Regions from separate parts of the Mus musculus genome. Here region 1 is linked to region 2. A link is a contact called in public promoter capture Hi-C data. All regions are on one chromosome and are shown on one strand. Each heading gives the region's core, a stretch centred on a gene start, on an enhancer-like site or on the middle of the called end of the contact. The rest is flanking DNA. Distances are from core to core; before and after follow the strand shown. Region 1 holds the start of Galt (galactose-1-phosphate uridyl transferase). Region 2 overlaps Dnaic1 (dynein, axonemal, intermediate chain 1).

The links. Promoter capture Hi-C pulls out the DNA fragments that hold promoters and counts their contacts.
Region 1: a contact with region 2 is called in a promoter capture Hi-C map of neural stem cells. The contact joins the promoter of Galt here to the enhancer-like site in region 2. A contact is called at or near these places in 3 of 39 promoter capture datasets (cranial neural crest, macrophages and neural stem cells), 2 of 115 datasets of contacts at active chromatin or transcription factors (embryonic stem cells and microglia) and 3 of 9 other capture datasets (adipose tissue, liver and pancreatic islet).

Annotation. Positions count from the first base shown.
Region 1 is chr4:41,754,141-41,758,996 of GRCm38.p6, forward strand. Galt (galactose-1-phosphate uridyl transferase) reads left to right here and starts at 1,377. Exons shown (of 11, transcript NM_016658.4): 1 at 1,377-1,512; 2 at 1,821-1,990; 3 at 2,207-2,282; 4 at 2,373-2,421; 5 at 2,542-2,671; 6 at 2,799-2,855; 7 at 3,016-3,138; 8 at 3,320-3,452; 9 at 3,555-3,638; 10 at 3,944-4,098; 11 at 4,363-4,856. The coding sequence starts at 1,488. The coding sequence ends at 4,443. Gm42274 (predicted gene, 42274) reads right to left here and starts at 1,632. Exons shown (of 2, transcript NR_155499.1): 1 at 1,029-1,632.
Region 2 is chr4:41,612,105-41,617,477 of GRCm38.p6, forward strand. Dnaic1 (dynein, axonemal, intermediate chain 1) reads left to right here. Exons shown (of 20, transcript NM_175138.4): 11 at 2,126-2,243; 12 at 2,546-2,589. Among named protein-coding and RNA genes, the nearest start is that of Enho, 26 kb to the right of the region's middle. Within about 2 kb of position 3,752, at least 47 of the 459 cell types and tissues checked have an H3K27ac peak or open chromatin away from gene starts, as enhancers often do. A contact at or near this core is called in neural stem cells, where this site is marked.

The DNA.
Region 1 (4,856 bases), core at 127-2,626, 140 kb after region 2:
CTCTTAATCCCTGAGCCATCTCTCCAGCTCCCCACCTCCCCAGCCAGTATTTTGCATCATAATACATAGCAACAGACCAAACCTCAACAGCCTAGAATGTTCTATGTAGCCAGGCTACTCATTGATATGCCTGTCTCTGCCCTTCAAATACTGATGGCCTTTTGCTTGTTTTTGAAATTGGCTTCACTATATTGGCCAGGATGGTCTAGAACTTGTGGGCTCAATTGATCTTCTGCTTCAGCTTCTAGAGTAGCTGAGACTATAGGCAAATGCATCACTGTGCCTGGTATGTATGCACAAACGCATACACGCGCGCACACACACACACACATTACTGTCTTTTGGTTTACTTTTTTTTTTTTTTTCGAGACAGGGTTTCTCTGTGTAGCCCTGGCTGTCCTGGCACTCACTCTGTAAACCAGGCTGGCCTCGAACTCAGAAATCTGCCTGCCTCTGCCTCCCAAGTGCTGGGATTAATGGTGTGCACCACCACTGGCCGTTTGGTTTACTTTTATATAGATTGGGCCTTGTTATGTATAACTGCGCAGGCTGAACTTGAACTTGTAAGTTTACTGTCTCTGTTTCTGGAGTGCTGGGATTACAGGTGTGTACCACCACACCCTATACTTACTCAGTTCTCTTTATCTAACCTTATTTCTGCTCCTGAGGCTAGAGGCATAGTTACAGTGAAATACTCACACATCCGGGCAATACCTGAAGGGCCAGGCTGCAGGCTTCATCTATAGTATGATCAAGTTCCTCACCTCCACCCCCTCTCCACAACTTGCATCTTAACCACACACAGCAGCTCCGCAGGTGACCCAGGTCATGAGTTCAGAATGCTGCTGGTCTTTGCACAGGGCGTCTCTATGCTCCACACAGAACCTAGGTGCCTGGCACACGGTTAAGATGCTCAGTAAAAACGATGTCTTCTGAACAGGACAGGGCCTGATGTGCAAACACAAGAACTCACTACACCTGTGGTTACCTGCACAAAACATGAGAATGGACCCATAGAGGTTTCTTACCGGTTTGGGGGGCGGTGCACTCACGAGGCTCCGCCCTTTCTGATGGACTATTGGCAGTTAAAGGCTGCTGGCAGGAGTGTCCTTGAGTGGTGAAGCTGATATGTCATGCTCCAATAAATAGCCCTAATGTCGTGCAAGCAACCCGAATCCGTGGCGGGACGAATGGACACAGCAACCAGTTTTCACAGATGCTCTCCAGAGAAGTAGCTACAATCCGGTGTGCAGGAGAATCATCAAAACAACCTGGGGAAGTGAGCGTGGCGGTCCCGAGCCCCGCCCTCAAGTGGCAGGCTGTGCCCCCACCGTCACGTGTTGGCGACTAGCCAATCATCCAGGGTGGGCGGGGGGAGACATGGAATGGGGCGCTCACCTTGTGTACCTTAGGTCAATTCGTGTGGCCTCACGTCGCATAGCGGAGCCGATCCTGAGCAGCGCCAGCAGGCTTCAGAGGCGGACGCCATGGCAGCGACCTTCCGGGCGAGCGGTAATTGCTGGGCGGCCTGGACCCGCTACGGTGCGGAGCCGAGCCTTCCTTTTCCGTAGGAAGTTCTAGTCCCAGAGTCAAGGTCGGCACTCCTACCCGAGGCCAGGGTGGCGGGCGAGGGAAGGAGGGGCTTGCAGGCCGTGTGGCACGGAAAGCGTTTAACCCTTTAACTCCCCTCCGCCAGCCTATAGCTTCTAGAAACACTGCGCCGACCGAGCGTCCCTGTACTTGGGCCTGCTAGGGCATTAGAGCCACTCGGGGAAGAGAGAGACAGGGAGTTTTGCTGACTGATCCTTGTCTCTCCCCAGAACACCAGCATATTCGCTACAACCCGCTCCAGGACGAGTGGGTGTTAGTGTCGGCTCATCGCATGAAGCGGCCCTGGCAAGGACAAGTGGAGCCCCAGCTTCTGAAGACAGTGCCCCGCCACGACCCACTCAACCCTCTGTGTCCCGGGGCCACACGAGCTAATGGGGAGGTAAGCCCGAATACACAGCCACCAACTGGGATAGGAAAAAAATCCTTCTTCCTTATTACTACCCTTCGCCCACAAGGGGGAGCAGTGCGCCTCCTTTTGGGTCATTTCCGGGCAAGCAATTTTGATCCTTTGAGTGGGGCCTTCCTCGCCCCCGTTGCAGCCTGGATAGCCCTTGAATTCCGTCAGGTAGTATTTCTAGCCTATTCTTGTCAGTAGGTGAATCCCCACTATGATGGTACCTTTCTGTTTGACAATGACTTCCCGGCTCTGCAGCCCGATGCTCCGGATCCAGGTACCCTCAATTTAACCACTGTTGGGGAGAAGGGAGACTGGGTCTGACCCGGGTACCTGTGCTACAGAGAGTAATACTCCTTTATTCCAGGACCCAGTGACCACCCTCTCTTCCGAGCAGAGGCCGCCAGAGGAGTTTGGTAACTTTGGGTTTCCCCTCTTACAACCTCCAGCCCAGGTCTGAAGACGAAGACCTGAGCTTGGGCCCTGCCCTTAGCACCCAATCCACTTCCCTATGTCATTTTTCCCTCACCACCTAGTAAGGTCATGTGCTTCCACCCCTGGTCGGATGTGACGCTGCCACTCATGTCTGTCCCTGAGATCCGAGCTGTCATCGATGCATGGGCCTCAGTCACAGAGGAGCTGGGTGCCCAGTACCCTTGGGTGCAGGTCTGTGAGGGGGAGGTGTAACTTTGGTTTGGGGGAGAACCATTACTGCTTCCACAGGGTATGGTGAGGAGGGGTTGACTTGATGTCTGTGTGACTATTGAATATCTCTCTCCTTTCTACCCAATAGATCTTTGAAAATAAAGGAGCCATGATGGGCTGTTCTAACCCCCATCCCCACTGCCAGGCAAGTATGTGACAGGCCTTAATGGCTTTCTTGGCTGAGTCCACCGGCATTGTGGACAGGACTACTAGATTAAGAGATAGGGCAAAAGAAATACATTGGTAATTCGGAGGCTCAGAGATAATGGGCTGGCCTGCTCTTCTTTGTGCTTGCCCTTTGACAGGTTTGGGCTAGCAGCTTCCTGCCAGATATCGCCCAGCGTGAAGAGCGATCCCAGCAGACCTATCACAGCCAGCATGGAAAACCTTTGTTATTGGAATATGGTCACCAAGAGCTCCTCAGGAAGGTAGACCAGACCTTTTACCCTCACAGAGAGACGTGCTTTAAAGGGGGATAGGACATTAGCAGCCACCTAAAGGAATATTATGGTGGCTTAGGGTAGGTGCTAGTGAGAGCCTTCTGTTTCCCTGCGGCCTGTGCCCTTCCCCCTCTCACATGCACGATTCACTTCCATTCTGTGCGTCCAGGAACGTCTGGTCCTAACCAGTGAGCACTGGATAGTTCTGGTCCCCTTCTGGGCAGTGTGGCCTTTCCAGACACTTCTGCTGCCCCGGCGGCACGTGCGGCGGCTACCTGAGCTGAACCCCGCTGAGCGTGATGGTGAGTCTCCTGGGTAGGACAGTGGGACTGGGTGCTGGATAGAATGGCCTTGATGGGACCAGCGTCTCTTCCCTGGGGGTGAAAATCAGGCTCTGATTCCAGATCTCGCCTCCATCATGAAGAAGCTCTTGACCAAGTACGACAATCTATTTGAGACATCCTTTCCCTACTCCATGGGCTGGCATGGTAAGGCTTTTGGGGTTGGGATAGCCCCAATAGTGTTTCTGGGCTTCTAGGTTCCGGCTTAGGGAACTAGAATCCCTACGAGGCCTTAAAGCACTTGTTGGCTTTAAAACAACTGTCCAGCGCATGGGTGCTGGGACTGAGAGAAGAGAGATTTGGTGACCCCGTTACTGATTGCTACCTAATGCCTGAGCTCCCTGGTGGAAAATACCTGGAGCTGTAATAATCTTCAGGGTTAGCTTAGGGGAGGGGCTAGACTGAAGGCTGACAAAGGGCCTCCCAGATCACCTCTGTCTTCTTCTTGTCAGGGGCTCCCACGGGATTAAAGACTGGAGCCACCTGTGACCACTGGCAGCTCCACGCCCACTACTACCCCCCACTTCTGCGATCCGCAACTGTCCGGAAGTTCATGGTTGGCTATGAAATGCTTGCCCAGGCCCAGCGTGACCTCACTCCCGAACAGGTCAGGACTCACATCCTGGGTCGTCATATCCGTTCACCTCATTTCCTCACGGGATCTCAGCAGTCTTGACCCTGAAGAGCCTCATAAAAATCTCTGCATTCCTAGAACTCAGTCGCCACTCAACTCCACCCCCTGGTGACTCCAGCTATCCTGAACTAATCTTCCCATCCCATAAGCCCTCCTCAGTATTTCCTGGGCCCAGAACGCCTCGGTACAATTCCAGGTGACCCTTACTCTCCCTGATTGCTTCTTGTCCCTTTATAGGCCGCAGAAAGATTAAGGGCGCTTCCCGAGGTACACTATTGCCTGGCGCAGAAAGACAAGGAAACGGCAGCCATTGCTTGACTGTGACCACATCAGGGCCTTGAATCTTTGTACCTGACAGACCTGGGACCTGGAGTTCGGGCAGATGTGACATCAATAAAACTGCGTCTCACATTTTAACCATGTTTTCTGACACCAGAGGAGTAGTGTGGACTCTTACATTCCGGAGTTTGGGTAAAGGCTAAGTGTGACTCCAAACACTCTTGCCTACGGACTTTGAAAAATTTGGTGCAAGAATCCCCTTCACCAAGCCAGACATGATGGTGTGTGCCTGTGATTCCACCACATTGGCAGCTGCATTAGGATTGCGAATTTGAGGCCAGTGTGGGTTACTTAGCAAGACCTAGTCTCTGAAACCGAAGCCATGCTGGATCTCATGTTACAGGTCTGTAATCCTGGCTCCCCAGGACACTGAGGCAGGAGGATTGCAAATT
Region 2 (5,373 bases), core at 2,502-5,001:
ATCAGTTAGCAAGGAGGTGAAGATAGAAACAGATTCAGAATGCTTCAATGCCAGGGGCCTGGGAATTCTGGCGTCTCTGACAGTGCCAAGGAAACGGAGCCCTTCCCATGGTGTGAGCAGCCGATGCCCAAGTGGCTTGTACTTCCCTAAGAGGCTGTGCATTTATGTGGAGCAGCTGCCTCCCAGGAGTTGGCAATGCCATGTTGCTGGCTGGGCTCCTTTGCTGACAGCCTCAGGCCCTTCTTGGTGACTTGATGCTCATTGCACACTCATGGGACACAAAAACTAAGGCTGCCAAGACCAGCAGCCTAAACAAGCCCCCTCGTTATCATTCAGGCTGGAGAACGACCTTGAGTGCTTTTCAAAGCTGTCAAAGTGCACAGCGGCCGTGAAAGGATCTGTCACTCACACGACTCCCCTTCCTGAGACCCAGCCTCTGCAAGTGGCCCACCACAGGGCTGCAAACCTGATTAATATCCATGGAGAAATTGGCCTTGTGAACAGCTTTCATTTATAAGAACACAGTCACATAAAAATGCATTGAACTTTGATTCTTTTCATTGCACCATGTTTTCCCTTTGGGAAAGTGTAATCATGAAAAAAGAAATAAAAATAGAGAAGTGTTACCAATTAATCCCCACACTGAAATGAGGGATTTTCAAAGTTCACTCGAGCTTAGGAATCTTGATGTGATCAAGGCTCACACTTTCCTGACCACTCATTTTTAAATTTTTTATTTATTTATTTATGGTTCCAAGACAGTTTTGAGGTTTGATTTTACATCAGGGTATGGGGCACTGTGGGAGGGATCAGGCAATGATTGGGCCTGTCCCAGACTGTGTAGAATTAGAGAGTCTCTTCTAGTTGGCCATCCTACCTGAAAGAAGACAGAACCATTTCCCGAATGCTGTTTTATTTCCTTGAATTCTTTGAAAGAACTTTGTCTCTGCTCTGTGGCTGTTCCTGTCCCATGCATTGGAGACAGAGGGATGGATATGACGTATGTCCTGCTCTCTAGGACATGTGTGACATGGAAATCAGGCAAAGGAATGACATGTCTCAGTAGAGGAGAGAGAGGACTGGAAGAGACAAAGAAATTAAGTCTTCTCAAAAAAGCCATATTCAGGTGGCTGATACAGGAGGATTGCCGTGAGCTCCAGGCCAGCCTGAGCTATGTAGTAAAAAAACCAAAAGTGTACTAGCACATACCTGTAGCACTAGGTACGTACTTAGAAGGCTGAGGCTGGAGGATCACTTGAGCCCAGATGTTCCCGTCCAGTTTGGGTGATAAAGTGATGTTAGGTTACAGGCCCTCTGGCTACCGGGCACAAATTCATCTCTCCCCCTCCCCCTCCCTTCCCCCCTCCCCTTCCTCCTCCCCCTTCCCCTGAAGTGTGGACTGACAAAGAGTTATGGGAGGACGCAGGGAGACCAGCTGAAGAATATGATAGTCAGGTGATGGACTTGGGGATCTTGACCTAGGTAGGTAGTAGCTATGGGTTTAAAAAAAAAAGATTAAAAAAGACAGGAGGAAAATATAAGACAAGGTAGAAAGAGGTCAGCCAAGGATTCCCCAGCTCCACAGTTTAGGTGAATGGGAAGGAGCTGCTTCTGGCAGCCTAGCAGTGATGGAAGGCAGACACAGCTTCACAGATGAAGCGGAGCTTTGGGAACCCATGGAGGTGTGTCCAGGTGCCCATTGCAGTGAGGCTTGACAGTGAGTATAAACTCAGACGGTATTTTAGGGATCTAGGATGCAGAATGAATAGAACTATTAATCAGCCTCTGGCAGCTGAACCCTTGAAATCTGGTTGCTCTGATCTGAAGCACTGAGGAGGCTCACAAGGATGAGGGATGCAGCCTGGGATTCTGTGCACGCACATAGGGATGCTTTACTGTAGGCCCTGCCCCACCAGCTAATATACAGAGAGAATTATGTGCTTGGCATTTTTCTAGATACTTTGCATGTATTAAACTCAACCTGTAGTCTCACAGTGGTCCTCTGAGATAGGTACTGCTGTTATCCCCAGCCCCAAACACAAAGAGGTTCATTGTATTTCCCAAAGAGGTATCGATTTGCTACAAAGTGGCAGTCCCTGGCTGACTGTGTCTATTTGCGTTGAAGATTTTAAGTACTATGAGGATACTGCTGATGAATACAGGGACCAGGAGGGTACGCTGCTGCCTCTCTGGAAGTTTCAAAATGACAAAGCCAAGCGCCTGGCAGTCACCGCCCTCTGCTGGTGAGTACAGATATTGCAGCAAAACTAGTGCCCCAGAGCACCCGCTGCGTGCCAAATCTTGAGCCACAAGACTCTTCTTCCACTTTACATCTTGAGTGTGACATGGGACACAGTAGGGGGAAATAGGACCTGGATCCTTTTTGGGTTGCAGGATCATCTAATGTCTACCATGGTAGGAGTCTAAGCTAGACAGTGGATGTCTGCAAAGCAGTTAGTCACCAGTGCCCATGGGAAAGAAAGCTCATGACCATGGGAAGGCCATGTCTGTTTCCAGTGTCGACGAGTTCACATTTCTTTTGCAGGAATCCAAAGTACAAGGATCTTTTTGCAGTGGGACACGGCTCCTGTAAGTGATCTTCCCATTCATTTGTTTGCTCATGCAAATATCAGACACTAAGTTCCTAGTCTGGTCAGAGCTTTGAGCCAGGTGTGAGAAATCCAGAGAGAAGCAGGATGTAGTCACTGGCCCTCGGAGAGCACTCACAGTCTAATGCTGTGCTTCTCAACCTTCCTGATGCTATGATCCCTCATTACGGGTCCTCATGTGTGGCGACCGCCAGCCATAAAATTATTTCTGTTTCTAAGTTATAACTGTAATTTTGCTACTGTTACAAATTGTAATATAAATGTTGTATTTACCAATGCTCTTAGGTGACCCCTGTAAAAGGGTCATTGGACACTCAGAAGGGGTCACGACCCACAGGTTGAGAACCACTGGTCTAATGGGAAGACCCCACTTTCATATGGGGAATTAATGCCGGTTAAAAGAGTACAACTGAATATGCTAACTGACCCTCAAAGAACGAAGGGGCAAGCTTTGCAGCAGAGGGGCCAGCATAGGCCAAGTCTGTAGGCAGGAATGATATGGCTGGGTCATCCCTCAGAGGACATGGTAAGCCATTTCAAGAAGGAAACAACTGAAGGAATTCTGGAAGGGCAGGGATATGTCTCATACAGGAAGGGATTGCAGGCCTGAGGCTAGAGACTGGGGGACCTGGTGCAGGTGTGCTAAGGAAAGATGGAGAGTGGGATGGAGGCCCTCTCTCTGCTTCCTTGCCTGGCCTTCCTGACCAGGTCTGAGGCAGGGTAAGGGTGAGGAAAGGTGAGTGTTTGAAGTTTATCCTTCTGTCACTGAGCCACTGGAGATCACAGTTACCTGTGTTCCTGGCCCGGCTGGGGTATGCTGGAAGTAGGAGGCAGCGCGGGCTGTTGACTGTATATGCAACTTGCTGTTCCTTCCTGCTATTTGGGCCAAGCAGGAACACCCACCACTGCGCTGGACTGTCCCTGTTCCTAATGGGAAGGGCCCTACATAGCGAGCCAGGCACAGCTCCCTAATGCTAACAGCTTGTTCTCTGGCTGGGAGGATTCACGTCTGTGAACAGGAAAACCCTTCCGTTCTTCAAGCTGCTGCTGGCTGGCAGGCTCGCAAGCTCCTGGTCACTGCCTCTTAGATGGCTCATCAGTTCTTTGACCAGGGTAGGGCTCCAGGGGGAGGGGGTCTGGAGGAGTTGGTGTTTGTCATTCCTCTCAGGGAGGAGCCCTTGGAGCTGCTCCCAGTTCTGTGGTCTGAGCCGCCTTTGAGGATGCCCTAAATGCCTGCTTTGTGTCCCTACTCCTGAAGGTGGGCTGCTGCCAAATGGGAGCACCCTCCCCCTCTGGCAGGGAATTAGAACACCCCCCCCCCATGCACACTGCAGCTACTGGGCCTGGAACAGAGCCTGAAAGTTGGGTAGGCCTTCCCAGGAGTGGGTGTGGACCCCCATGTGAGGCCCAGGCTCTCTGCTTGAGGCTGAGGTGAGAGTGTAGGAGCCTCTGCAGGCGGGAGGAGACACTCTGGAACATCGCAGCCCATCTTCTAGGCAGGGTTAGAAGCAACGTCCTCTGGAGGCCATCCATGGGAAGTATCCTTAGTCAGAGAAAGGTAATGCCTTCCATGAAGAATGCCTCAACTTGGCAGGCTCCAGCCTCCTCTGGGCAAGTACTCATCCAGGAAAGGTTTCTTTGTCCCTCCTTGGTCTTTGGAGGCACAGCCCCAGTGGTACCCACAGGCAGCTAGAGAGCTCCCTCTGGAGGATCACTTCTCTGTGCCCTTGTCTCCTCATTAGTGACATGGCAAGACTGACAACCAGCCAGGCCTCCATCTCAGGAGGCCTGCATGAGAAGAGCCCTGTGTGCTGCAGGAACGTTTACACACTCAGGCCAGTCATTGCCACCTTCTTGTTCTGTCTCCTAACTTCCCTGCAGGTCCCTCAGAGGGCCTGAGCAAAACCGGGTGTGGGGGGGGGGGTCTCCACAGAAGCCAGGCTGGGGCAGGGTTCTATGCTGGTGTCACCAGCTCAGTTCAGCCAACTTTCAGGTGACTATTGATTACAGTACCTGCTTCAGGCCTAAGCAGGGCCAGCCGAGGCATTGGCTTCTGAGGTCACCTGGGATGTCCTATGTTCTTAGACGAGTGCTCCATGGAAGAAGTGCAAGCTGGGGCAGCACCCTGGCTGTAGACAGGTCACTGGGAGGAACAGCCAGTCTCGCCAGCCTCCATTACAGTCTCTGGAAGTTCCCAAATAGAAACCCACAGGGAGAAACAAAATTGCCTGAATTGAAACACTGAATGAGAACTCAGCTTCACTGCTGAGTTTGATCCCAGGAGGCACAGGCCAGGCCTCTTCAGCTTTCTTTCCCCTGAATTTCTTAGGTTTTTATTCTGAGACTCAGCCACAGAAAAATTAGGCAGTGTCTCAGTTAGGGTTACTATTGCTGTCAGAAACCAGAACCAAAGCAGCTTGGGGAGGGAAGGGTTTGTCTGGCTTATGCTTCCACATCACAGTTCATCACTGAAGGAAGTCAGGACAGGAACTCAAGCAGGGCAGGAACCCAAAGGCAGGAGCTGATGCAGAGGCCATGGAGGGGCGCTGCTTACTGGCTTTCTCATCATGGCTTGCTCAGCCTGCTTTCTTATGGAATCCAGGACCACCAGCCCAGGGATGACACCACTTACACTGGGCTTAGCCCTCCCACATCAATCACTAATTAAGGAAATGCCCTACAGGTCTGCCTACAGCCTGATCTTATGGAGACATTTTCTAAATTGAGATTCTCTCCTCTCAGATGACTTTAGCTTATGTCACAT